Linked DNA regions of Mus musculus: regions 1, 2, 3 and 5 are each linked to region 4. The links are chromatin contacts, called in public HiChIP or PLAC-seq and promoter capture Hi-C maps. All regions are on one chromosome and are shown on one strand. Each heading gives the region's core, a stretch centred on a gene start, on an enhancer-like site or on the middle of the called end of the contact. The rest is flanking DNA. Distances are from core to core; before and after follow the strand shown.

What was found. Promoter capture Hi-C pulls out the DNA fragments that hold promoters and counts their contacts. HiChIP or PLAC-seq counts read pairs in DNA pulled down with a chosen protein or histone mark.
Region 1: a contact with region 4 is called in an HNF4G HiChIP or PLAC-seq map of pancreatic cancer cells. The contact joins the enhancer-like site here to the promoter of Supt3 in region 4. A contact is called at or near these places in 3 of 39 promoter capture datasets (cranial neural crest, maxillary cranial neural crest and neutrophils), 1 of 484 Hi-C or Micro-C datasets (neutrophils), 5 of 115 datasets of contacts at active chromatin or transcription factors (VIP interneurons, bone marrow-derived macrophages, effector CD8 T cells and 1 more) and 2 of 9 other capture datasets (adipose tissue and liver).
Region 2: a promoter capture Hi-C map of embryonic stem cells shows a contact between it and region 4, with 2.9 times the contacts expected there. The contact joins the enhancer-like site here to the promoter of Supt3 in region 4. A contact is called at or near these places in 3 of 39 promoter capture datasets (the HPC-7 cell line, HPC-7-derived erythroid cells, embryonic stem cells and 1 more), 1 of 15 datasets of contacts at CTCF or cohesin (the NIH/3T3 cell line) and 6 of 115 datasets of contacts at active chromatin or transcription factors (acute myeloid leukemia, bone marrow-derived macrophages, embryonic stem cells and 1 more).
Region 3: a contact with region 4 is called in an HNF4G HiChIP or PLAC-seq map of pancreatic cancer cells. The contact joins the enhancer-like site here to the promoter of Supt3 in region 4. A contact is called at or near these places in 2 of 39 promoter capture datasets (the 3T3-L1 cell line and hippocampal neurons), 2 of 484 Hi-C or Micro-C datasets (CD8 T cells and bone marrow-derived macrophages) and 6 of 115 datasets of contacts at active chromatin or transcription factors (CD8 T cells, effector CD8 T cells, embryonic forebrain and 3 more).
Region 5: an H3K27ac HiChIP or PLAC-seq map of T-cell acute lymphoblastic leukemia shows a contact between it and region 4, with 3 times the contacts expected there. The contact joins the enhancer-like site here to the promoter of Supt3 in region 4. A contact is called at or near these places in 5 of 39 promoter capture datasets (the 3T3-L1 cell line, the HPC-7 cell line, erythroid cells and 2 more), 1 of 15 datasets of contacts at CTCF or cohesin (pro-B cells), 4 of 484 Hi-C or Micro-C datasets (the G1E-ER4 cell line, the HPC-5 cell line, adipose-derived mesenchymal stem cells and 1 more), 10 of 115 datasets of contacts at active chromatin or transcription factors (the 230-238 cell line, the HPC-7 cell line, T-cell acute lymphoblastic leukemia and 5 more) and 2 of 9 other capture datasets (adipose tissue and liver).

The regions. Positions count from the first base shown.
Region 1 is chr17:44,617,033-44,619,732 of GRCm38.p6, reverse strand. The region is part of intron 5 of Runx2 (runt related transcription factor 2); the gene reads left to right. Among named protein-coding and RNA genes, the nearest start is that of Runx2os3, 56 kb to the right of the region's middle. RefSeq lists an enhancer at 89-2,013. Within about 2 kb of position 1,327, at least 76 of the 459 cell types and tissues checked have an H3K27ac peak or open chromatin away from gene starts, as enhancers often do. A contact at or near this core is called in adipose tissue and pancreatic cancer cells, where this site is marked.
Region 2 is chr17:45,019,455-45,022,154 of GRCm38.p6, reverse strand. The region is part of intron 6 of Supt3 (SPT3, SAGA and STAGA complex component); the gene reads right to left. Among named protein-coding and RNA genes, the nearest start is that of Gm35097, 130 kb to the left of the region's middle. Within about 2 kb of position 1,419, at least 77 of the 459 cell types and tissues checked have an H3K27ac peak or open chromatin away from gene starts, as enhancers often do. A contact at or near this core is called in the NIH/3T3 cell line, embryonic stem cells and stem cell-derived neural progenitor cells, where this site is marked.
Region 3 is chr17:44,541,644-44,544,343 of GRCm38.p6, reverse strand. It overlaps a transcript of Runx2 not described here. Among named protein-coding and RNA genes, the nearest start is that of Runx2os3, 19 kb to the left of the region's middle. Within about 2 kb of position 1,338, at least 9 of the 459 cell types and tissues checked have an H3K27ac peak or open chromatin away from gene starts, as enhancers often do. A contact at or near this core is called in pancreatic cancer cells, where this site is marked.
Region 4 is chr17:44,775,838-44,778,537 of GRCm38.p6, reverse strand. Supt3 (SPT3, SAGA and STAGA complex component) reads right to left here and starts at 1,372. Exons shown (of 12, transcript NM_178652.3): 1 at 1,110-1,372. It also overlaps a transcript of Runx2 not described here.
Region 5 is chr17:44,941,463-44,944,162 of GRCm38.p6, reverse strand. The region is part of intron 3 of Supt3 (SPT3, SAGA and STAGA complex component); the gene reads right to left. Among named protein-coding and RNA genes, the nearest start is that of Gm52304, 55 kb to the right of the region's middle. Within about 2 kb of position 1,267, at least 21 of the 459 cell types and tissues checked have an H3K27ac peak or open chromatin away from gene starts, as enhancers often do. A contact at or near this core is called in T-cell acute lymphoblastic leukemia, adipose tissue and liver, where this site is marked.

The DNA.
Region 1 (2,700 bases), core at 78-2,577, 160 kb after region 4:
TATGGATGTCATCCTGCCTGCTCACCAGAGCTGTGGTAGCGCGGCCTCAGCTGCTGGGTTGGCCATTCATCCATTTAAGCCAATCTCCGTTCACATGTGGGATGATGTAAATACCAGAACACTTAGAGGAGCTCAGGGGAAGAGCAGAGCCTGGTTGGTTAAGCAGTCACTAGGTCTGGTTCCCAGCCCATCAGCCCGAAATGGCAGGTCGGAGCATTCCTGCAGCGTGGGGTTAGGCTTGCCCCCAGGCTGCAAGGAAATGCTGCTCAGCTTTCCACTGCACCCCACAGGGCAAATGAAAACTGAGGACCCCTTCCCCATGCTACCCAGCCCATTGGCACCCATAGTTAACCCTGAGGAGAGTATATTCAAATCTCATGTTTTATCTAAGAAAAAAATCATGTGAACTTTTTGTCTGTCTTAATATAAGATATTTTAAGCTACCAATATCACTCAGGTATCCCGTGAGGAGCCTTTCCACTTGCTGTTTTCTTCTGTTCCATGGCTTCCTGTCAGCTTAAGCTTTGGTGTCACATATGTAAGATGTCAACTAACTTTATACTTTTAATACAGTCCAAGTTACCACTAGCTCAAGTCATGAGAAAGTACCAGGCTGCACTCTCTGTATTCTAGCTTTAAAAATAAAAATAAGAAAGGAAGGAAGAAAGAAAGAGAAAGAAAAAGATTTTTCTTAGGAACAATTTATCATTTAGTTGTAATTTTTAAAATAATCTTAATTGACCACATATGCTATCAAATAAGAGTTGCTCTCCTAGCCTCTGCCTCCCGCCCCTGCTCCCCGCCTCCCTGGGCTCCCTCGTGCGCACATGCGCACTTCACTGCTTTCGGCCAGGATGTCAGAAAATTAATTACACTGCTCCGGGTAGATACCATCACAGGAAAGCCGCCCCAGATTCAAGATAAGATTACGATATAGAAGCTGTTATTTTTAGGGGGAAAGACTACTGCTTCCCAATCTCTTTGCCTCGTTTTCCTAGTTTCTCCCATTTTAATCCTGGCTCCATATTTTCGTAGCCATAACTCATTAGTGGTTTTTAATTTTTCTGAAACTGAAATAGGGTCTGAAAGGGTGGATTTGCCCCCTTTTCCCTCCTTTTTCCCCTCCTCTTTTTTTTTTTTTTTTTTTTTTTTTCCTGGCTAATCGGAGGAACGCAGCCACATCTGAAGCCACTTGGCTCATTATGAATTTCATGGAAACTGATTCTCTGAAAGTGTTTCCATATGTGTGTTCCCAATATATCCCATCCTCTCTAAATGGGAGCACAGACGTGTGCATGGGCTGGAAATGGCTTCAGGATGTGACAGAGCAGTCATATGACTCGCGGCACCGTGGGTGGCCCCTTCTGAAAGACAGGGTGTCCTGGGTGCTGGCCTCCTTCCTGCAGCGGATCTGGTTTCAAAGACTATCCACCCTTCCTTTAAAATGTTCCTAATCAAGGCCTAGCAAGATCGTTCCCCCTCTTCCCGGTCCTCTCTTCCACCCGCACAGCCTTTGGCTCCTTCCTTCTCCTTTGCTCTGGGTCTCTGGATACAAACACACAAGCTCACACATCTTTTACCATCTGTCCCCTTTCCCTTTCACAGAGTGGAAGTATATTATTCCAGCAATATCCTTAAAACTGGGGTGGGTTTAAGGAGTAGTTGCTGTTGCCAGGGTCCCCTGCTCTTGCCTGCTCTCTTTCCTCCAGTGTGACAGACTTTCCTAGCCTTAGGATCGGCTGGTCTGTCTGATTTTGTGAGTAATGCTGTGAAAAGCACAGATTATTACAACATTGAAAACAAATATTTATACTGGAGATTTGAGGCACCGTGTGTGTGTGTGTGTGTGTGTGTGTGTGTGTAACTGCAGAGCTTGTTAGTCATTTCATTGTCTTAAATATTGGCTCTATTTCTCATTCTGATGTTTCCTTTAGCATGGTTTTCTGCACTTCTCCCAAAGGTGTGTTTTTCTAATTATTAGGGGATGAAGTGGAGTCCAGTGTTGTTCTGCTTAGTCATGTTTGGTATGAAGGGACCAATTCAGAGACAACCGATATAAAATCCCTTTAAAATCTCAGTGTGAAGATACAGAGGAATGTTTTATGTGCAATCTAAAATTGATTCTTGGATTATGACTTCTGGAGACCAAACTGCTATCCATTTGCCCAGCAGTACTTGCTTTTCCATTATGTATTGTAGAGGATCTAAAGGAAGGATGGGATGGGAAGAGTCACTTGGAAAAATCCTGCCTTTGAAGCATGAGGATGTGGGTTCAGATCTTAAGCACCCAAAGAAAAGTCAGCTGGGGGGTGGGGGGATACAAACCGGTGGATCCCTCCGCCAACCCAGCCGAATTGATAAGCTCCCTGTTTAGAGAGAGACTCTGTCTCAAAAACATAAGGTGATTGAAAAAGACACTGAAAATCTCTGGGCTCTGCTTGTAAACATGCATATACATACACACTGACACACACACTCACACACACATACCCTGATACACACTGACACACACACACTGACACACACACACTGACACACACACACACTGACACACACACACATACATACACTGACACACACTGACACACACATACATACACTGACACACACACCCCTACACTGACACACACACACATACACGAGAGAAAGGAGGGGAAGGGAAAGGAGACAAACACAAGAGACACACAAGAGAGAGACAAG
Region 2 (2,700 bases), core at 170-2,669, 240 kb before region 4:
CTTGTGCTGTAAGATCGAGAATTGACAAATGGGACCTAATGAAACTCCAAAGTTTCCGCAAGGCAAAAGACACCGTCAATAAGACAAAGAGACCACCAACAGATTGGGAAAGGATCTTTACCTATCCTAAATCAGATAGGGGACTAATATCCAACATATATAAAGAACTCAAGAAGGTGGACTTCAGAAAATCAAACAACCCCAATAAAAAAAGGGGCTCAGAACTGAACAAAGAATTCTCACCTGAGGAATACCGAATGGCAGAGAAGCACCTGAAAAAATGTTCAACATCCTTAATCATCAGGGAAATGCAAATCAAAACAACCCTGAGATTCCACCTCACACCAGTCAGAATGTCTAAGATCAAAAATTCAGGTGACAGCAGATGCTGGCGAGGATGTGGAGAAAGAGGAACACTCCTCCATTGTTGGTGGGATTGCAGGCTTGTACAACCACTCTGGAAATCCGTCTGGCGGTTCCTCAGAAAACTGGACATAGTACTACCGGAGGATCCAGCAATACCTCTCCTGGGCATATATCCAGAAGATGCCCCAACTGGTAAGAAGGACACATGCTCCACTATGTTCATAGCAGCCTTATTTATAATAGCCAGAAGCTGGAAAGAACCCAGATGCCCCTCAACAGAGGAATGGATACAGAAAATGTGGTACATCTACACAATGGAGTACTACTCAGCTATTAAAAAGAATGAATTTATGAAATTCCTAGCCAAATGGATGGACCTGGAGGGCATCATCCTGAGTGAGGTAACACATTCACAAAGGAACTCACACAATATGTACTCACTGATAAGTGGATATTAGCCCAAAACCTAGGATACCCAAGATATAAGATACAATTTCCTAAACACATGAAACTCAAGAAGAATGAAGACTTAAGTGTGGACACTATGCCCCTCCTTAGAAGTGGGAACAAAACACCCTTGGAAGGAGTTACAGAGACAAAGTTTGGAGCTGAGATGATAGGATGGACCATGTAGAGACTGCCTTATCCAGGGATCCACCCCATAATCAGCATCCAAACGCTGACACCATTGCATACACTAGCAAGATTTTATCGAAAGGACCCAGATGTAGCTGTCTCTTGTGAGACTATGCCGGGGCCTAGCAAACACAGAAGTGGATGCCCACAGTCAGCTAATGGATGGATTACAGGGCTCCCAATGGAGGAGCTAGAGAAAGTACCCAAGGAGCTAAAGGGATCTGCAACCCTATAGGTGGAACAACATTATGAATTAACCAGTACCCCGGAGCTCTTGACTCTAGCTGCATATATATCAAAAGATGTTTCTCATCACTTGCCTCAAAGAGAAACCTTGAAAACCTGGGCTATCAGACCACTGAGCAGCAAATCTGAAGCTCATGTGCTTTACATAATCAAAGAGAAGCAAGCCTAGGCATGCCGACTCATGCCTCCAACACTAGCATTCAGCCTGCTAAAGCACAAAGATGGTAGTAAATCTGAGCCGGGCCTGGGTGAGTCTCTAGCCAACCTGGGCTACAGAATAAGTCCCTGACTGATAAAACAAAACACAAATAAACATAACACAAATTAACAACAACAACAACACCCAAAATAAATCCCAAAATCCAGAATAAAATTACTTCCAGCCCTCTCCTCCCCACAAATGATCAACTATAAATAGAAGGCTGACAAAGTCTACTACATTGTATTCTGCTGAAGAAATGACATCACCAGAACAGGGCAATTGTCCAGGCAATAAATCACGGAGGATAGAGAGGCCTTACACCCTGATAGCACTTGAGAACAGAAGCAAACCAAATGAAGCTAGACTGTTTATTCCCCTGCAGGAACGCTCACAGCCATTTTGAAGCCTTTCTCTCCTCAGTCAGCTGAGCTGTGAGTCAGAGATGAAGAAGCTCGTGAGCAGGCACATGAGGCCCAGCAGGCTGGACACACGAGCTAACAAGAACAAGAGAGAAAATGGTTTTCTGATACGCTGAGACTTTAGTCACAGGAACAAAGCAAAAATGATGGGTTTCACCGAACACGACTGCCCTGAGAACAGAGCAGTAAGCACAAGCATCAAAAGTACTTTTGTTTCAAATACAAGAAAGAAAATTTCCAAATATTAACAGGAAAAGCCGAAATGTTCCTATGATCAGAAAAATTAGTACTTTTAATGATATTTATACTTATTTTAAAACCATATTAATACATTTCAAAACTCTGGTGTGTGTTCCTGTGTGCACATACATGTGCATGTATTTGTAGACTTTCAAACATATACCTTTTGGTATTCTTCCTCAAGCAACAGCTACCATTTTCTTTTTTGAGACAAGGTCTCTCACTGGACAGGAGCTCAATAAGTAGGCTAGGCTGGCTGATGGAAGGCCCCAGAGATTCACCTGTCTCTGCCTTTTCTGCATCAGGATTATAAACTTCCTCTCTTTTTATGTGAGCTTTGGAGATCAAACTTAAGTCCTCTTGCTTCAAGGCAAGGTCTTTAACACTTAAGCTATCTCCTCAGATCTCAGGACAGTTTTCAGAATGCAGGAGTCATGCCTGGCTAAGTGGGGGTGTAAAGCCTTTGGATGAGTGAGTCTGCCGGGGACTGATGCTACACAGAAGCCCTGGCTCTAGTTTTAGATCCACTCTAGGTACTTCCAGAAACCTAAGCACAATGACTGCCTCTGAGGCTTCAAAGAATGCAGAGCA
Region 3 (2,700 bases), core at 89-2,588, 230 kb after region 4:
GTGCAAGGTAATCTTTCTCCTCTTAGCTTTCCTTGACTTGTAGATGATGTTTTTCCACATGTCCTCACATTGTATACCCTCTGTATAGATCCATGCTCATATCCCAACTTCTTCTTTTTACGAAGACATTAGTCAAATATAATTAAGATGTTTTTATATGAGCTAATCTTTTTTTCTTTTTGTCTTTTTGGTTTTTAAAAATATTTTTTATTAGGTATTTTCCTCATTTACATTTCCAATGCTATCCCAAAAGTTCCCCATACCGCCCCCCCACTCCCCTACCCCCCCACTCCCACTTTTTGGCCCTGGCGTTCCCCTGTACTGGGGCATATAAAGTTTGCCTGTCCAATGGGCCTCTCTTTCCAGTGATGGCCGACTAGGCCATCTTTTGATACATATGCAGCTAGAGTCAAGAGCTCCGGGGTACTGGTTAGTTCATAATGTTGTTCCACCTATAGGGTTGCAGATCCCTTTAGCTCCTTGGGTACTTTTCTTTCTCTAGCTCCTCCATTGGGGGCCCTGTGATCCATCCAATAGCTGACTGTGAGCATCCACTTCTGTGTTTGCTAGGCCCCAGCATAGTCTCACAAGAGACAGCTATATCTAAGCCTGGGTTTTCAATAGCAGTGAAGACTCTTGGGTCCTATCTCCTGCTCTTCTCTGAGTACTGAACCAGAAACTAGTTCAGCTTTTCTCAGTCAATTGGCAACTTAACCACCCACTGCCTGGAAGGAGCTCCTGTCTTGTAATTGGAAGGAGAACGTCTAATCCCTGTGGTGAAATTCCCCAACAGCCCTTAAAGGTCCCTTAAGAGATCTGTAAAAATGCAGGCCCTACTGAAGTAGCACCTGGCTTTCCCAGGTACCAATTCTTTGGGAAAGCAGCTAAGAAAAATGTTCTTTCCTCATTATGCACTCGGGTAAGTGTGTGTGTGTGTGTGTGTGTGTGTGTGTGTGTGTGTGTGTGTGTGTGTGTGTGTGTGTTTTAGGAAGGAGTATGTATGTGGCAGGGTTGGGACCCAAGAAGGTCTTGGAAAAAGGAAGGAAGGCTAGTTATTGGGCCACGTGATCCCAGACACGAAGTGGGTTCTCAGAAATGTGTTAAATGCAGTCAGCAGACTCAGGTGGAAAGATAGAAGACGTCACTAGCTGCTATGCCATGTTCCCCACAACATTCATGAATCACCCCTGATAAACAAGGAAAAGCAAACTCATTTCGGGATAAGTCAGCAGAAACACCTACTAACCCTCTTCATTTGGAAGGAAGTCCACATGAGCTCTGATTGCCCAGTCTGCCTCAAATCTCCCACCACCACCACCACAAGGCCAAGCCTTACTCATTTAAAAAAAGGCACATCCAGTAATAACCTGCACATTTCAATGTGTACAATTTGATAAGCTTTGACATATGTAAACACCCATAAAACCATTACCACAGCGGAGCTAATGAATGTATCTTTCGCTGCAAGTAGATTTCCTTTTGATAGTCCCTCCCTCCTGGCCTCCCTAACTTCCCCCACACCCAACCAATCATGAATCCATTTTCTGTCACTGTGGAGTCCTTTGTATTTTGTAGAAATCAATCAAACAGTATATTCTTTGGGGAAGTGAGGTTGGGTGCTTGGATGCTCTCGGCTCAGTGTAATTATTCAACGGTTTAGCTATGTTTTCACATGGGAATGGTTCGTGCCTCTTATTTGTTTGTTTGAGGCAGAGTGTCACTTGGCCCAGGCTGTCTCACACTCACTTTGTAGCTGCAGATGACCTTGAGCTACCGAGAATGACCTTGAGCTGCCACTCTTCTTGCCTCTGCCTCCCAAGCACCAGAGTTTTGGCTATGTACTGTCACAGTATTTATGTGATGCTGGCATCAAACTCAAGGTCTGATGCTCAGCAGGCAAGCCCTTGATCAACTGAGCTTCCCCCGGGCTTCATGTCATTCATTCATTGGTTTTCTTTATCGTTGAGTAATATTCCACCGATTGCACTGGATATTTGTTTATTCACTCACCCATTGACGGATGTTTGTGTTGCTTTCAGTTTGTGGATGCTAGAAAGATGTGATGAACATTCACATATGTGTCTCAGGACACAGACTCGTATTTTCCCTTTATTAATTAATTCCAATGGCACACAAATTTCTATTTATTTATAGGGAGATGTTTTTAACACATCTATACATGCTATAATATTCAATCAGAGTATTTGCCTCTTCAAACTTTATTTTTTTAAATATTTATTTTTAGTCACCGTACAGAATCAACCAGTGGTTCTCAACCTGTGGGCTCTGACCACTTTGGGGGTTCAAATGGCCCTTTCATGGGGTTGTCTAAGACCACGGGAAAACACAGATATTCACATTATATTTTGTCACAGTAACAACACTACAGTTACGAAGTAGCAACAAAAACAGTTTTATGGTTGAGGTCACCACAGGATGAGGAGTTGTATTACAGGGTCACAGCAGCAGGAAGGGTGAGGACCATTACTCTAAATGCAATTTCTTCATAATGAAAATATTGAAAATTCTTTGTTGTAGCTCCTTGTATTTCCTATATTATTTAGTTATTTGTATTTTACACACACACACACACACACACACACACACACACACACACACACTGTGATTTACAATTTTTGTCTTTGCTGTAATTTGTTTCTTCCACTTTCCTTAAATTTTTTCTTCACATTATTTATTTAT
Region 4 (2,700 bases), core at 123-2,622:
AATAAAAAACTGCAACTGGCTCTCAATCTCTCAACTTTTTCAGACCTGTGGGATCCCATGCAATAAGCACCATGCCTGTGTGTCTACTTACTTACATTGTAATTAATTTGCTAACCAATTAAAAAATCAAGCTCATCAGAGCCACCTGCACCCGGTGGTTACCATATTGGTAGCCCATAGAGTATAGCATTTCCAGCTTGGCATAAAGTCCCCTTGGGCAGTGCAGCCGGAAAAGGGTGGGAAGCTTGCAATAGTATGGTTAAAGTAAGGTCTGGTTGTGCAAAACATTATCTTAGTAGTCATATTCCGCCTCGCTGGAACACGCAGAAATTCTACCAGTTGTTTCTTTCTTTAAGTAAATCTTTTAACAGTGAACTAACTCAAAAATACTGAGAACTCAGGTTTTATCCCAGATAAATATGTACTGGTTTCTTCCTGAGTCTACTAATTCCAAGGACATAAAGCTAATTTTAATCCGGGTGTTCAGTAACAACACTGCTACTGGGATCCTGTCTGACCGTCAAATATATTCCACTATCCCTATAACTCTTATCACTTGTCACATCAACTAGCCTGACTTCCAATATAGAAGGCAAGATGACAGACAATTTCCTTGGAGCTCAAACGTAATTAATCACAGCTGGCGTGATACAAGCTTTTAGCACACAGATCTTCTCCCATAAACCTGAGTTTTGAGCTAGGCTGCGATGATCCCCATCTATACCCCCCGACACCACCGGCTAAATGATTTATTTCCCCAGGGGTCCCAGAGGCGAGCTCTGACAGCAACATCTCTGTGTCCTCTGTCCCTCAGCCTGCATGCACACTGCACTTCCTTCCACTACCACTTCCTAGCTTCCTAGCTTGCCTTCTTGGAGGACTTCCCACCCATTTGGGTGACAAGCCTAAACGGTGCCTCTCCGCCCGGCCCCGAGGGCTCCCCTGCCTCACGCCCACCGACAACGGGGAGGAGCCACGGGGCACCCCACGCTCGGCGGCCTGCATCCGGCTGGGCCCGCAGCCCCGGGCCAGGCATTTGGCTGCCACGACGTCCCTCAAGTTCCCATGACCTCGCCCCACTCCCCGCCGCCCCCACGCGCCCCCACAACCTCTGCTTAAGACACGTGGAGGCACGGCTGCGCGTCCCGCGTGGAGAATGAGAGGGGACAGAGATGGCGCGGTGTCTGCGGCGGCGGCGGCCCCGGGACACGACGGGCAGGGGGGCGGGGAGTGGGGGGAACCAGAGATTGTAGAAAGGGAAAAGGTGACTGAGCTAGGCTGGAGGGGGTGGGGGTAAGATGGCGAGAGCGCCACTATGAGGGGCGGGGCGGGGGTAGCGGAGCCTGGGGTGACTAGAGGGACGGGCCAAGCCGTGCGGCGAGAGCGCATGCGCACCCGGCTGGCCAGCGCGCGCGGTCGCGGGCCTGCTTCTTCTACTTCCGCCACACTCCGGGGGCGGGGCTTCGCGCTCCCGCCTCGGCGTACGGAGCGGCCCGCAGCCACGCGGCGGAGCCTCAGAGCGGGAGTTGTGATGAGTCGAGTGAGCGATCTGGCAGAGGAGCTGGATTTGGCCTGTGGTGACTCTGCAGACCGTAGGAGTGAGCCCGAGGAGCTAGGATTATTGAGAGTCGGTGATCTGCACTGGGAGAAGGTCTATGCAAGCTTCTCTTCAGGGGTTGGTCAGGTGACCAGAATTGTTTCCAATGACAAAGGGGCGCAGAGTTAGGAAAGACTCTCTCCTCAGAGAAGCACTGTGTGAGGACTCAGTCCGTTCTAGGACCTGGGAACACCCACCTACCCACCCCTACCGGCCCTTGCGCAAAATCGAAAGCCTGTGAAAACTCATCTGCAAAGTTACCCCACCCCACCCCCGTTCCTTTCTACAAAGTTCCATTACTTTAAAAAGCATGCTTTAGTTAATAACTTTCACTATTGGGGAAGCTTTATAAACAAGCAGTGGTGATTTTTCCTTGCACCACTTATATTGAATTGTATGTATGACCTGTCTTCCCGTGTTTGATGGTTGCAGGTGTAGTACCTTAATGAACTGGAGACAATTGTGTGTGATGTTTTCACTCGGCTGTTTAGAAAAGAAAATATCCACTATCCTACCATTTCAAATATTATTTTTATTATATTATTTTTACTATTATTATTTATATTAGTCACTTTTTTCGCTAGGGTTTTACTGCTGTGAATAGATACCATGACCAAAGCAACTCTTAAAAGAACATTTAATTGTGGCTAGCTTACAGGTTCGGAGGTTCAGTCCATTATCAAGACAGGAGCATGGCAGCATCCAGGCAGGAATGGTGCAGGAGGAGCTGAGAGTTATACATCTTCATCTGAAGGATGGTAGTAGAAAACTGGCTTCCATGCAGCAAGGATGAGGGTCTTAAAGCCCACACCTACAATGACACACCTACTCCAACAGGGCCATACCTTCTAATAGTGCCATTCCCTGCGCCGAGCATATACAAACCATCACATTCACCTTTACCAGGTCTTTTCAAGCACTACTTACTTCATTAATGTCTTGCCTATGAATGTATGAGTTCTGAAATAATCCTATTTGCTGAGTGTCTTTAAAACAGCCATTCATCTGATCATCTCCTCTCTGGATTGCAATTGTCTTGTGCTTAGTCCTCTGTAACTGCCAGACACTTCAATATTTGCCAAATACACTTCCAAGAGTAGATT
Region 5 (2,700 bases), core at 18-2,517, 170 kb before region 4:
GCAACAGCTTCTCTATAGACTTCTCAGGGCCAAGGCTTAAAAACGAGTACCTAAAAGGAAATTATGTTAAAATTCATAGAGATGATTATCATTAGCAATAATAATGAAAGAAAAGGGTAATATCGATATAAGGCATCATATTGTATAAAGTACAACATCATTGCTCACATGTGATCTATAGTCACATGTTTGAAAATGTGTTGGGAGACTCTGCCATAAATTGTGAAACCTATTGTTGCTGAAGAAGGAGCAAAGGAAGCACAGTGCTCACCACGGCAACAGAAACTCTGTACATGCCAGAGACAGGACACAGCATTGAATGTTTTTCTGGATCAGCATAAAGACTTCAGCCTATTTACAAATAAATTTCTGTCTGTGTCTATGTTAATGTGTGCTGGTGCCCACCGAGACCAGAAGGGGCCTGATATCCTGGGGCTGCAGTGTATCATGTTGTAAGAATGACATAAGACCTCTGGCAGAACAGCAAGTGCTCTTAACTGCTGAGCCATCCCTCAAGGCCATAGCTGACATTCTTCTTGTTTCGTGGATAGTTGTTACATTCTAGTCATCATCCCAATGGCTAACAGTGAACAAACTGAAAAAAATATAATGTTCTCAGTGGACCCAGCTATACAGAAAGTGACTATAATTCAAAATGGAAACAGGCAGATACATTCATAATGATTTATCTAAACCAATGTCTCAGGGTTGCAAGGTATTTAAGAATAAAAGGAGTAAAAAGTAGAGACATAAGAAATAGAAAACAAAAACATATGTGGCATAAAATTCAAATGCAGGAAAGTTGTTCCAAAATACACACAACACAGCAATCAAAGGTCTGTTTGACTTTCCTGTGCCTTTGCTTTTGACATTTAGCCCAGTGATGAAGATTTTGTATGTCAGTAATTAAATGCTGCTTCCATTGGTTAACACTGTTGATCTACATGTATTATAATGAAAATATCTTTGAGATTGGTAAACTCCAATACATTAGCAGGCAGAGGTTCCTGGGGATGGCAAAATAAGCTAAAAACTGAAAAACTATCAAACCATGAAGCCAAAAATTCAAACTCAGCAATGTGTCCCCTACCCCCAACCTGCTCGACTAGCTCATCCTAGCTCATGGCTCATAGTTTATAGAGCTTGCGGCTAGGGCAGAAGTAACAAGGAGAGGCACATTTGGAGGATCGTTCGTAAACCATGAGCACACTAATCCAGCAGACCTAGACAGACTGTGCTAACCCCTATCTCCACCACCTCCACACTGGGATGATACTGATACTGTCAGAGCAGTGATGGTTGACGCATACCACTGATTGAATCTCTTCTTACTGACAGAGGATTTAGTTTATAGTCAGACGAGTATTTATAAATACCATGAGAGGCAAAAGCTGAAACTAAGAAAATAATACTAATTCAAGAAAGTTGGTAGTATTGTTCTTGACCAGAGAAAACTACATTCAACATGATCTTAACATTCACACAAATAGAAAAAAGAGCAACAGGAAGACATGCTGATCTTTTATCTATGCTAGAAAGATATCACTTACCACAAAAAGCTTCACAAGACCAGCTTACCTTAAGACAGGAGTGTGTGTGTGTGTGTGTGTGTGTGTGTGTGTAAGATGTGGCAGGGGTTGGGATGAAAACAATTTGAGGAAGTTAGTTCCCTCCATCCATCATGTGGGTCCTGAGGTTCAAATTCAGGTGATGAGGCTTGGCAACAGGCACCTTCCTTCATGATGAGGCCACCTCATCAGTCCTTTGTTGTTATGAAAAGAAGAACTCACTACTACAGATACAAAGGAAGATTTAAAACATTAGCAGCTTTGTAGCACTCTGATAAAGCTGAATTTCAACCTCCCTCGATATGAGGCCTCAGTGATCCTTCCTGGATTTCCTGTCTTTCGGGTGATGTTGCCGCTTTCTTCTCTTGTACCCATACCCTTTCCCAGACAGACAGCACACCCCAAGATGCCACCCTTCAGTGTTCCAAGACCTTTCTCTCTCAGTCCCTTCAGCTACAAACTCACATTTTTAAAGCTGTGATCTCTCCCCATCATCGGTTCTTCCAGGCCTTGCACTCCAGGCAGCTGCCTCTCTCTGCCTGACCCTCCACATCACCTGTGACTCGATGGTCCTCATCTCTAGCAATGCCACCCTTACATCCTGACGTTTCACGTGGGTTTGGTTTTGTTACTCCTAAACCTTTCATTCAGAGTCAATTGCTATCCAAGGAAGATAACAGTTTCTGGCCTGAATATTGTTTTTTATTTATTTATTTTTTACACTCCATAATCCATTCCCTGCCCTCCCCCATCCACCCCCCATCCACCATCTGACCTGTCTCCATGTGGATGCCCCCAACTCCCACCCTACCTGATCTCTAAACTCCCTGGGGCCTCCAGTCTCTTGAGGGTTAGGTGCATCATCTCTAAATGAACACAGACCTGGAAATCCTCTACTATATGTGTGTTGGAGGTCTCTTATCAGCTGGTATATGCTGTCTGTTTGATGGCCCAATGTTTGAGAGATCTCAGAGGTTCAGATTAATTGAGACTGCTGGACCTCCTACAGGATCACCCTTCTCCTCAGGTTCTTTCAGCCTTCCCTAATTCAACCACAGGGGTCAGCTGCTTCTGACCACTGGTTGGGTACAAATATCTGCATCTGACTCTTTCAGCTGCTTGTTGGTTCTTT